Linked DNA regions of Ovis aries: region 2 is linked to region 1. Evidence: chromatin contacts called from public Hi-C data. All regions are on one chromosome and are shown on one strand. Each heading gives the region's core, a stretch centred on a gene start, on an enhancer-like site or on the middle of the called end of the contact. The rest is flanking DNA. Distances are from core to core; before and after follow the strand shown. Region 1 has its middle 110 kb from the start of TRNAS-GGA. Region 2 holds the start of MEIS1 (Meis homeobox 1).

Region 1 (4,718 bases), core at 1,402-3,901:
GAAATGTACATAAATTACAAATTAGTCTAAAACTAGGTATATCTTACACATGTCTAGACCACAGCAATCAGGAATTTAAATGTTACAGGTTGAAACATTCTGCTCTGCAATGATAAAAATAAGTTCATTTGATATAGTCATCTAAAGAGGCCGTGAGGGGCAACATCCCAGAATCAGCCTTATAAGAAGATGGAACATTTATGTGGGGGGATTTAGGGGAGCTTCTGATGGTGGACGGATTGTCCAGGGAAAATAACAGGGACAAGAGGGGTGCAAAAGTAAAGAGAATACACTGTTAAAAAAGAGGTAGCTGGAAATTCCCTGGCAAGTGGTTAGGACTCCATGCTCTCACTGCTGAGGACAAGGGTTCAATCCCTGGTCAGGGAAATAAGATTCCACAAGCCACAGAGCACACCCCTCCAAAACAAGAACCAAAATGATCTAAAATTGCAAAAGAAGGTAGCCGTTACAGCCTGAAAAATAAATTGCCTTTTTTGAAAATTCTTCTGGGAAACAATATGATATTATATATTAAAAAGCCTCAAGTATTCATAGGCTGAGGACTTATCTCCATTAAATATTGCCCCCCAAAGAAAGAATTTATGGCATTGTAGTATTATTTGTAATAGTGAAAAATCATGCGCATTCTAAATTTCCAAGAATAAGGAAAGAAATATGTAAATTGTGATGTATCTACTTGGAAGACTGTAGATGTACAGAAAGCGGTGAATATAAAGATGAGGTGATAACTTGGAAAAGTGCATATGAAAGGATGCCAACCCCCCAAAAGCAAATAATCAACTTATATGAATATTAGGATTAACTCATATTAAAATATGTTTCCATAGAACACAGCAAATAAGGAATCCTTATAACTGAAAATACTTATAAGAGAAAGTCTATTTTAGAGAATTTATATGATGGCACTATAGTATTTACAAAATATATTTTTTTAATTTCTTATATTAAAGTTGGTGCTAATGGTAAAGAATCCACCTGCCAATGCAGAAGACACAAGAGATGCAGGTTCCATCCCTGGGTCGAGAAGATCCCCTGGAGAAGAGCATGGTAACCCACTCCAGTATTCTTGCCCAGAGAATTCCATGGACCAAGGAGCCTAGCGGGCTACAGTCCATAGGCCTGCAAAGAGTTGGACTCAGCTGAAGTAACTTCACACACCTAGTTGATTTACAATATTGTGTTAAGTTTCTGCTGTACAGCAAAGTGATTACATATATACAGTACAGTTATACAGATATATAATTTTTTCTATTCTTTTTCATTATGATTTCTCACAGAATATTGAATACAGTTCCCTGTGCTATACAGTAGGACCTTGTTGTTTATCCAATCTAGGTATAATAGTTTGCATCTGCTAACCCCAAACTTCCAATCCATCCCTCCCCCAGCTCCCCTTCCCTCTGGCAACCACAAGCCTATTCTCTGTGTCTGTGGGTCTGCTTCTGTTTCTAGGTAAGTTCATTTGTGCTATATATATAATATACTTTTTTAAGTTACATTCAGCGAGCCCTATTTATTTCCCATCTTCAGCCTCTAGTCCTCACCTAGAATGCGGTCTTTTGCTCAGAAATGTAATTTCTAGTAATGAGCTGAAATTTCTGCTCCCCTAGGAAATCCACCAACACCCCAACTCTCGGTGAGCATGACCCCCTCTATGGTAGGAGCCTGCCTTTTCTTCTGTTGTGCCTGAAGACGACTTGACAAGTCAGAAACCAAAACGGATTTCTGGAAGCTCCAAACCAACCAAGAAAAAAGCCAGACACCCCCAGCGGCAGATGGTTTAGTTTTACAGTTTTTATTTATTTTCTCTGCACACCAGGAGAGGTTAGCAGATCTACTGGATGTCTCTGCTTTAGAAAATGTCTGGCAGTGTGGCATTCACACGGGGCGAAATGTCACATCTTTTGTCCCAGCTTTCCAGGGGATGCTCTATCAGGAGAATTTTATCAGTGCAATTAACACAAAGGCCCCCTTCTATCTTAAAAACACAGGCCTCAGAAAACTGTAAGATGAACTAGCCATTGTTTCTGCACTGCACAAAAACTCCCCCTCCCCCCAGTCCTCAACCCATTTATAGGGTTTTATTAAGGCTCATGGGTGCCCCTGACTTATTTATTTAGGAAACACTGTTATTGTCTTAATGTAAACAGAACTCAAGATCAGTTGACAGTCGGAATGGAGCAGCAGAAAGGTTTTTCAAAGGCGCCTCCTTGGAAAGGGGTCCCTGCATTCAGGCCCGGTTCCTGTATCATACTGCCAGCACTGTTCACAAAATAAACAAATGTTTGTTTTACAACATGGCAAAGGGGGCTCCCATTCAACGCTGGCCAGATATGAAAACAAACTTTCACATATAAGGGCTTTTGATACACATGACTTACTTGGATGACAAGGGGCTCGGCTGGGGAGTGCTTAAAGCTTATTAATATTGCACAAAAGACTTTTGTTTATCATTTCGCCGGACTGCCTGGGAATCACAAGACTCAAGCCGCCACCCGGCTGGTGTCCTAGCATTTCAGCAGCCGTAACGTGTGGAGATTGCGAAAGCACTACTGATTTGGAGCCAAAAACAAACTCTCCGCAGACCCAGGTGAAAGAACTCCGAGCTGCTGGCGTCTGAGAACCAGAGTTGGAATTTCAGCGAGTGAAGTGACAAGAGCTCCCCCTACAGGTGAAAAAGTGAACACCTTGCACCTTCCTGTTTGGAGGGGGTAAAAACTTCCTTCCAGGAAAAGTGAAATCTAGAGCCTGCCTAATTTAGGAATATTTCCCCTTCTGTTCAAAAGGCCTGGTTCTCCAGCAGCCCTGAGGGTCTTCTTTTAAGCTGACCATTTGCATTCCTGGAATGTCTTAAGAGATGTTAGCTCTCTGAGCAGAAATGTAAGTGTATGAGGGTGAAAACTCAGGATCAAAACACCAATTCTTTTTTTTTTAATTGGAGGATAATCGCTTTATAATATTGGGTTGGTTTCTGCCATACATCAACATGAATCAGCCTTAGGTATACATATGTCCCCTCCCTCTTGAACCTCCCTCTTAAACCTCCCTCCCACCTCCCACTCCATCCCACCCCTCTAGGTTGTCACAGAGCACCAGGTTTGAGATCCCTGTGTCAAACAGCAAATTCCCACTGACCATCTATTTTACATATGGTAAAAAAAGAAAAAATCAGTTCTTTAGGCACAGGTCTGTTTAGCTGGGAAGGGAACTGTGTAAATCTGACACAACCACCCTGCTTTAGGCCCATTCTGCTAAAACAGAGGCCACCAGTCACATGTGGCTACTGTTCACTTAAATATGGCCAGCTTAAACTGAGATAGGCTGCAAAACAATGTCACATATCTTGGCAATTTCCTACACTCATCACCTGCTGAAATGATAATATGTGGATTATACTGGGTTAAACAAGATCTATTAATTTCACCTATTTCTTTTCATATTTTATAATGTGGCTACTAAAAAATTTTAAATTAAATACACATCTTATGCATTACACTGTATTTCTATTGTGGCATATTATAGAATTACTTCAGGCTTATAAAATAATAATAAATTTTGACTCTATGAAATTAGCAGTCTGTGCTGGGTGAGCTGATTTTTTTTTCTTGAGTACATTTATTCAACCCAGAGACCCTGAATCTCCTACTACTTGCTACCCTGCAATTTTAAGTTTGTTATATTTAAAGTCTCAACAAAAGGAAAGTAAAGTCTTCAGTTTGGGTTAAATTCATATATAGTGAGAAAAGTTTTCAAAAGTAAGGATATATTGTCTCTATACAAACTCCTTCCTTCTTCTGGCCATAATTTATGTGTATTTAACTATAAATTATTCCAAGAGGAAGAAATTTCTTCTACCATAACAGTCTTGCAAAACTGTTTTCAAATCATTAGACAGCAAATATTTGTTTAATACCCCCCCCATAACTGGCAACCTCACCCACCTAATCAATCCTACATGTAAGCAATATTTGGGATATGTGAAGTATATGTGATTATGTGAGTAATATGTGATCCTAAATAAGGTTGGACCAAACTCACCATCACGTTTATATGAAACTACTCAAAAGTCACTTACAGTGGGCAATGCTGTTGCCCTAATTTATGAGTTCGATTTCAATGATACCAGCAGCTGCCTTTGATAAATGCACTCAGATTTGGCCCACGGTTACCAAACCACACATAAAAGGAAAACCAGAAGAGAATATTTGGCCTTACCAGGTCTACTGCCTTAGATTTGTTCTAGGTTATTTTAGTCTCAGGAATGTGCCAAGATCCCACTGGAAGTTTAACTACCTCAGTGATGAGACAGCAATTTAGGAATTATAGAAATCTTTCTGAAATCGTTCCCTGAAATTTTTCCTTGAAACAAAGTCAAAGTGGAAAGAGCACTACAGAGCCCCTAGTAAACAGTCAAGAGGACACTGCTATAGCGAGTGGACCGAGGCCGTATCCCCTAGTCTTCCGAACCTTGCCAGCGCAGTGTCACTGAGCCAAACGTGGGTGAGATTAGCTAAGTGAATTGCAGCTACCATCTTTGAGATTACAGATGAAGTTGCCAAGGAAAAGAAATTCAGACAAACAAGGATTTCAGTTACAAGTCAGAACAAATATAGGCTTCTGTGGAATAGCTAGCTACACAGAGAAAAATTTGGAGTGGTACCCAAGACCCTCATCATTCTCCCACAGACAGAAATGAT
Region 2 (5,076 bases), core at 1,051-3,550, 1.5 Mb before region 1:
TCAAGGCAAAACGCATCCGCCTTGGGAGAACTTGTCTGTCCTTCGGACACACTTGGGGCGAGTTCGGAGTTGGGGAGGGGATGATGTGCGCGAGGCTGGGAAAGCTGAGATGCTCGACTTTATGAAAACTCTACTCTTGGAGGGAACCGGGCGTTGACTCAGGAGAAGTAGTAAAAGAGGCAATACTCGTCGCTTAGGGAAGGGAGGTACGTGCGCTCAGTGCAACCTGATTCCAGATCTATGTTCTGATGTTCGCCCTGGGTCCCCTGCTCCTCCAAAGCCCACTTAAACAGAAACTTGAGTTTTGTCTCTTGGACTGATGAGAATTCTCTTTTAGTTTGCGCGTTTAGAGTTGTCTTCTTACATGTTAGAACTCCTGATCTTTTCCAGTCTCTGAGGATGCGAGCCCTAATCTTTCTCAAAACTCTTCTCCCTACTTACACCTCCCCCGCTTCGGGGTGAGGGTTGGTCCGCAGCTGGCCGTGTGGGAAGAAGGTAGGGGCGAAGCAAGCAAGGGGCCGGCTGCTTTGGGAGAGTCAGCCTTTTGGCCACCATCAGGGCGGGAATCGGGACTGGCAGTTTGCATTCCCGGCAGATCGAAGCTCCCTGCTGATCGATTATTTGATAATTGATTTTCCCCGCAGCCAATGCGCGGCAGCCTTGGCAAGGGCGCCTTCTGATTGGTCGAGCCCTCCTCCCGGCTGCCTACCGAGATTTGGGTGAGCTCATTTTCCAGTCGACCGCAGGGGGAGTTTTCTGCGAGGTTTCTGTCGAGGGAGGAAAAAAAAAAATCCTGCTCCGAGCCGAGCGAGCTGCGAGCCCTGCTCCGGGATGTGAGGTTTCCAGCCCGCTGGTCGAGCGGCTACGACTGAGCCATCTCGGCATATCAGAGCCGGGCGGGCAGAAAAATGAAAATGGCACCACTAAATACAATAATAAAAGACAGGTTTAGAGTGGGAGAATAAAGAAAAGGAATTTTCTTGTTTAAACTGGAGAATAGGTATTTAAAAGGAGAAAGTTCACACTAGTGGCTGGTTGGGGCCTCCGAGTTGTGGGTAGGGGCAGCTTTTTGTCTGAAATTTCAACCCCTGAAGTGAATTTCTTTTTCTTTGGCACTGGGAGTTTTTTCCCTGCGCCGGACTGGGGACTGAAAAGCGGAGTAAGGGTAAGAAGGTCCGGGAAGAAGAGCGCGGGGCGTCGCCGCGGAAAGAGCACGGCGGAGGCCGGAGCCCCTCGGCGCCTCGAAGACAAAGGCGGCGCGGCTGTAGCCCTAGCCGAGCGCGCCGACCCCGCCGCGCCGCGCCGCGCCCTGGGCGCACGGCCGTCTCTTCGGGAGCCGGTCGGAGAAAGAGCTTCACTCCCCGCGGCTCCTGACCCGGGCTCCATCCGCGAGGTCTGGGCTGCTCCGAGCCCGAGTCGGGTTTCGCTTTCCAGCGATCATAAATAGCTTCGTGTTTGTAAACAGGCGCTGGGGGCACATTCCCGGCTCTCGGCTCATTGTTCCCTCCCTTCCTCTCTCACTTCGCGCAGGACGCCGGGGCTGGGGCTGGGGCCTCCGGGACTAGGAGATGGGGAGGTTCAGACCCCCAGAATGAGAAAAGACAAGCATTTGCTTTCTCGGGGCGAGTGTCCACCTCTGACAGCAAAAACAAAACAAAACAAAACAAAAAACTCTTAAGCTAGATCTGCAGAAAGCCCCAGCCATCCCCACCCCACGTTCTCAGAACTCCTAAGCAGACCCTTTCGCAGCCTTGCTCCTGCTCTCCTCTTCCTCTTCGCTCTCGGTTTGACTTTTATACGTGGAGTATTGGTTCTAAGAATCCACTACTTTCTGCATCAGCCCCCCCCCCCTCCGACCCGAAAAACACAGTCAGACCCCAATAATTTCGAGGAAAGTCAGGAAGTCTATCCGCCGAACCCTGTGCAAAAAACACTCCCGCTGCGGTTTGTCCCGCGTTTATTCCCGGTTTATTTCAAGAGAGCTTTGGGGAGAGAGTCTGGAGGGGGAGGGAGAGAAAAGAATACGGAAAATAAAACCGGCGGCGGGGGGCTTCTGCCTGCGCTTGTGCGCGTGTGCCCTGGGTGTGTGGGTGTTTGTGCCTGGGCGTGCGATTTAATGGAGCGCCTTTCTGCCTCTCCAGTGCGGCCAGAGCTCGCTTCGCGCACCCACCCCTGCCGAGGAGTCTACTTGCTGCAGCCCAATGCATTGTGTAAGACGCGACCTGTTATGGCCACCACTACTTCCGGGTTCTAGCATTCTGGTCGGAATCCACCTCTCCGCCTGTGCAACACACACTTTACACACGCACGGGGACTGCAAGCGGGCAGCATCGATCGTGGCTCCTTTAAGACAAACTCAGACAGACATTTTTTTTAAACCTCCTCCTCTAATCTCCCTCCAGTGCAGCAGTTGCAAAGACGGAGAGAGAGAGAGAGAGAAAGAGAGAGCGAGCGAGAGAAGAGAGAAACTGATTAGGAATTAGGACTGATTCAAGGGAAGCGAACGCTAGGGCTTTGTGCATTTGAATATTCACATTTGAGGTGTTCTGACCAGAAGAAGACAGAGCGGATGATCATTCATTCACCACGTTGACAACCTCGCCTGTGATTGACAGCCGGAGTGGCAGAAAGCCATGAGATTTGGTAGTTGGGTCTGAGGGGCGCGCTTTTTTTTTTTTTTAACTGATTTTTTGGGGAGAGAAGATCTGCTTTTTTTTTTTTTTTTTCCTTGCCCCTGCTGCTGTCTTGGAAACGGAGCGCTTTTATGCTCAGTGACTCGGGCGCTTTGCTTCAGGTCCCGTAGACCGAAGATCTGGGACCAGTAGCTCACGTTGCTGGAGACGTTAAGGGATTTTTCGTCGTGCTTTTTTTTTTTTTTTTTTCCGGGGGAGTTTACGTATTTGTTTCTTTTCACACTGGCCTTAAAGAGGATATATTAGAAGTTGAAGTAGGAAGGGAGCCAGGGAGGCCGATGGCGCAAAGGGTACGTATTAAAAAACAATTGTGGAACTCAAATGTGAGATTAAATTGAAACGTGGCTGAAAGACACTGCTAAAAAGTTTCCTTTTTTCTCTGTCTTTTTTTGAATGAGGCTCCTAAAGCCGTGGCCTAAAGCAAGAGGATTTAGTCAATGCATTTGTAGACTTATGCATGTTACATGTAATTGTTAATTCAAGTAATCAAGTTTCCTATAGGTTCCTAACCAGCAGCTATATAAATAAAAATACAAGCTCGGACAATCATCTGTTTAAAAATCAAAAAGCGCTGGATACTTGATGTTATATAGCCTGAACATTCAAGGAGCAGAAGTTTAAAGCTATTTTTAAACTAAAATAAGCAGTGAGAAACTTCTGATATGTTATTGATTATGCTCTTTAATATCACTGGAAGGGTTTAGCATTTTTAAGCAAATAACTGTCATAGTACAACAGTTTTGGGGGGGGTCGGAAAGCATTCATCTTTTTAAAGTAATTTTAATGTACGTGACTTTTTATACAAGGTAATATTTTGTAAGTTTTTCTTAGCAAAGCCCTACACTAATTGGATACTAAGCACACAACTATTCACTTTAAAAATGCAATACTAATTTCCCCAATATTCCTATTTGAATGGAAATGTAGTGAGAGTAAAGTGAGACAATGACAACCCAACAGAGGTAGTTTCTTTAAAGAAAGGGGATCTACAAAAAGCCTTCCTTGCATAAATTGTGCCCTGGCCCTCAAAGCGCTGTTTGCAAAAGAAAGTTACTAGGCTGACACATTTTTTCTTTACTCCTTTGGTTCAGGCAAATGTCAGCGTTCTTCCAAACTCTTTTCACACCTCTGGCTTTAAGGAGATGAAAGTGGCAATTCCTCTTTGAAAATCATTTCACTCTCGGTGCCTCCAAATCTTGGGAAAAGAACTTGCCTGAAATGAAGCAATGAGAAAAACCTCAATAGCTAAATTTTGCACACAAAAATAATGACAATATGAAAGTAGTTTTTCTGGAGAAGGAAGATGGGGGGGTGGTAGAATGAATGTGCATTTACTTTTAAATTTGCTTTAAACCTGATGACTAACATCTACCTCACTGCCTTCTAGTTTAGGGAGAAAGTTCATAGCAGTAGAAAAAATGTAGTGTAACTGCTCCAACTATACATTTTCTTTTAACTCGGGGGTAATATTGGCTAATTCTAAATTCAGCCCTAATGTCCAAGAGAAGTTACCCTTCTCTGAGTTTCATTTATAAAGGGGGCAGTTAGTTTTGTATGATTTTGCAGAGTTTGTCTTGGAGAGCAAAGGAAATGCAGTGTCTTGCAGGACTGCCTAACCCCACGCTGGCAGGGAAATAAAATGAGAAGCCTGTCTGAATTCACGTGCTTGGCTTAGCTGTTCTCATCGTAACTTTTTTTTTTTTTAATTCTCCCTGATGGGAAGGGGCTGTGAAACTAGGCAGGTTTGTTGCACTGTCCTGGCACGTTTTATTATTGTGATTTTGAATTTCCTCCTCTAGAGACATGCACAATTTACCTTCCGCCCTCCGGGAGAATGCCTCCCTTTCTTCCTTCTTTCTTCCTTCCTTCCTTGCCAAAGGATCCTGAATTTCTGACTAGTTGATAGGGACACAAGTTAGGGCAAGACCATTCCATCTAGCCGAGTCTCACTGAGAATCCTAGAATTTTTACCTTAAAAAAAATTTTTTTTTTAATGAGAAATCTCCATTACAGAGAGGCCAGGCCCCCGAATTCGGGGTTAAGGATCCAGCTGGACTGACGTTGTATAAGCTCCGTGCCCTGCTGTCTGCCCTATGTGCCTGCCTGGCCTTCTGAATCTTGTTTCTCTCCCGTTTGTCATGCAGTACGACGATCTTCCCCATTACGGGGGCATGGATGGAGTAGGCATTCCCTCCACGATGTATGGGGACCCGCATGCGGCCAGGTCCATGCAGCCCGTCCACCACCTGAACCACGGGCCTCCTCTGCACTCGCATCAGTATCCGCACACAGCCCACACCAACGCCATGGCTCCCAGCATGGGTTCCTCGGTCAATGACGCTTTAAAGAGAGATAAAGATGCCATTTATGGGTAGGTACGACG

Evidence for each region. Hi-C and Micro-C count contacts between places; a contact is called where the count stands out from the background.
Region 2: a contact with region 1 is called in a Hi-C map of tail adipose tissue, with 7 times the contacts expected there. The contact joins the promoter of MEIS1 here to the enhancer-like site in region 1. A contact is called at or near these places in 3 of 16 Hi-C or Micro-C datasets (hypothalamus, muscle and tail adipose tissue).

What each region holds. Positions count from the first base shown.
Region 1 is chr3:40,436,039-40,440,756 of ARS-UI_Ramb_v3.0, reverse strand. No RefSeq gene overlaps it. Among named protein-coding and RNA genes, the nearest start is that of TRNAS-GGA, 110 kb to the right of the region's middle. Within about 2 kb of position 2,651, at least 17 of the 54 cell types and tissues checked have an H3K27ac peak or open chromatin away from gene starts, as enhancers often do. A contact at or near this core is called in hypothalamus and tail adipose tissue, where this site is marked.
Region 2 is chr3:41,933,266-41,938,341 of ARS-UI_Ramb_v3.0, reverse strand. MEIS1 (Meis homeobox 1) reads left to right here and starts at 2,300. Exons shown (of 11, transcript XM_060413859.1): 1 at 2,300-2,983; 2 at 4,838-5,064. The coding sequence starts at 2,972.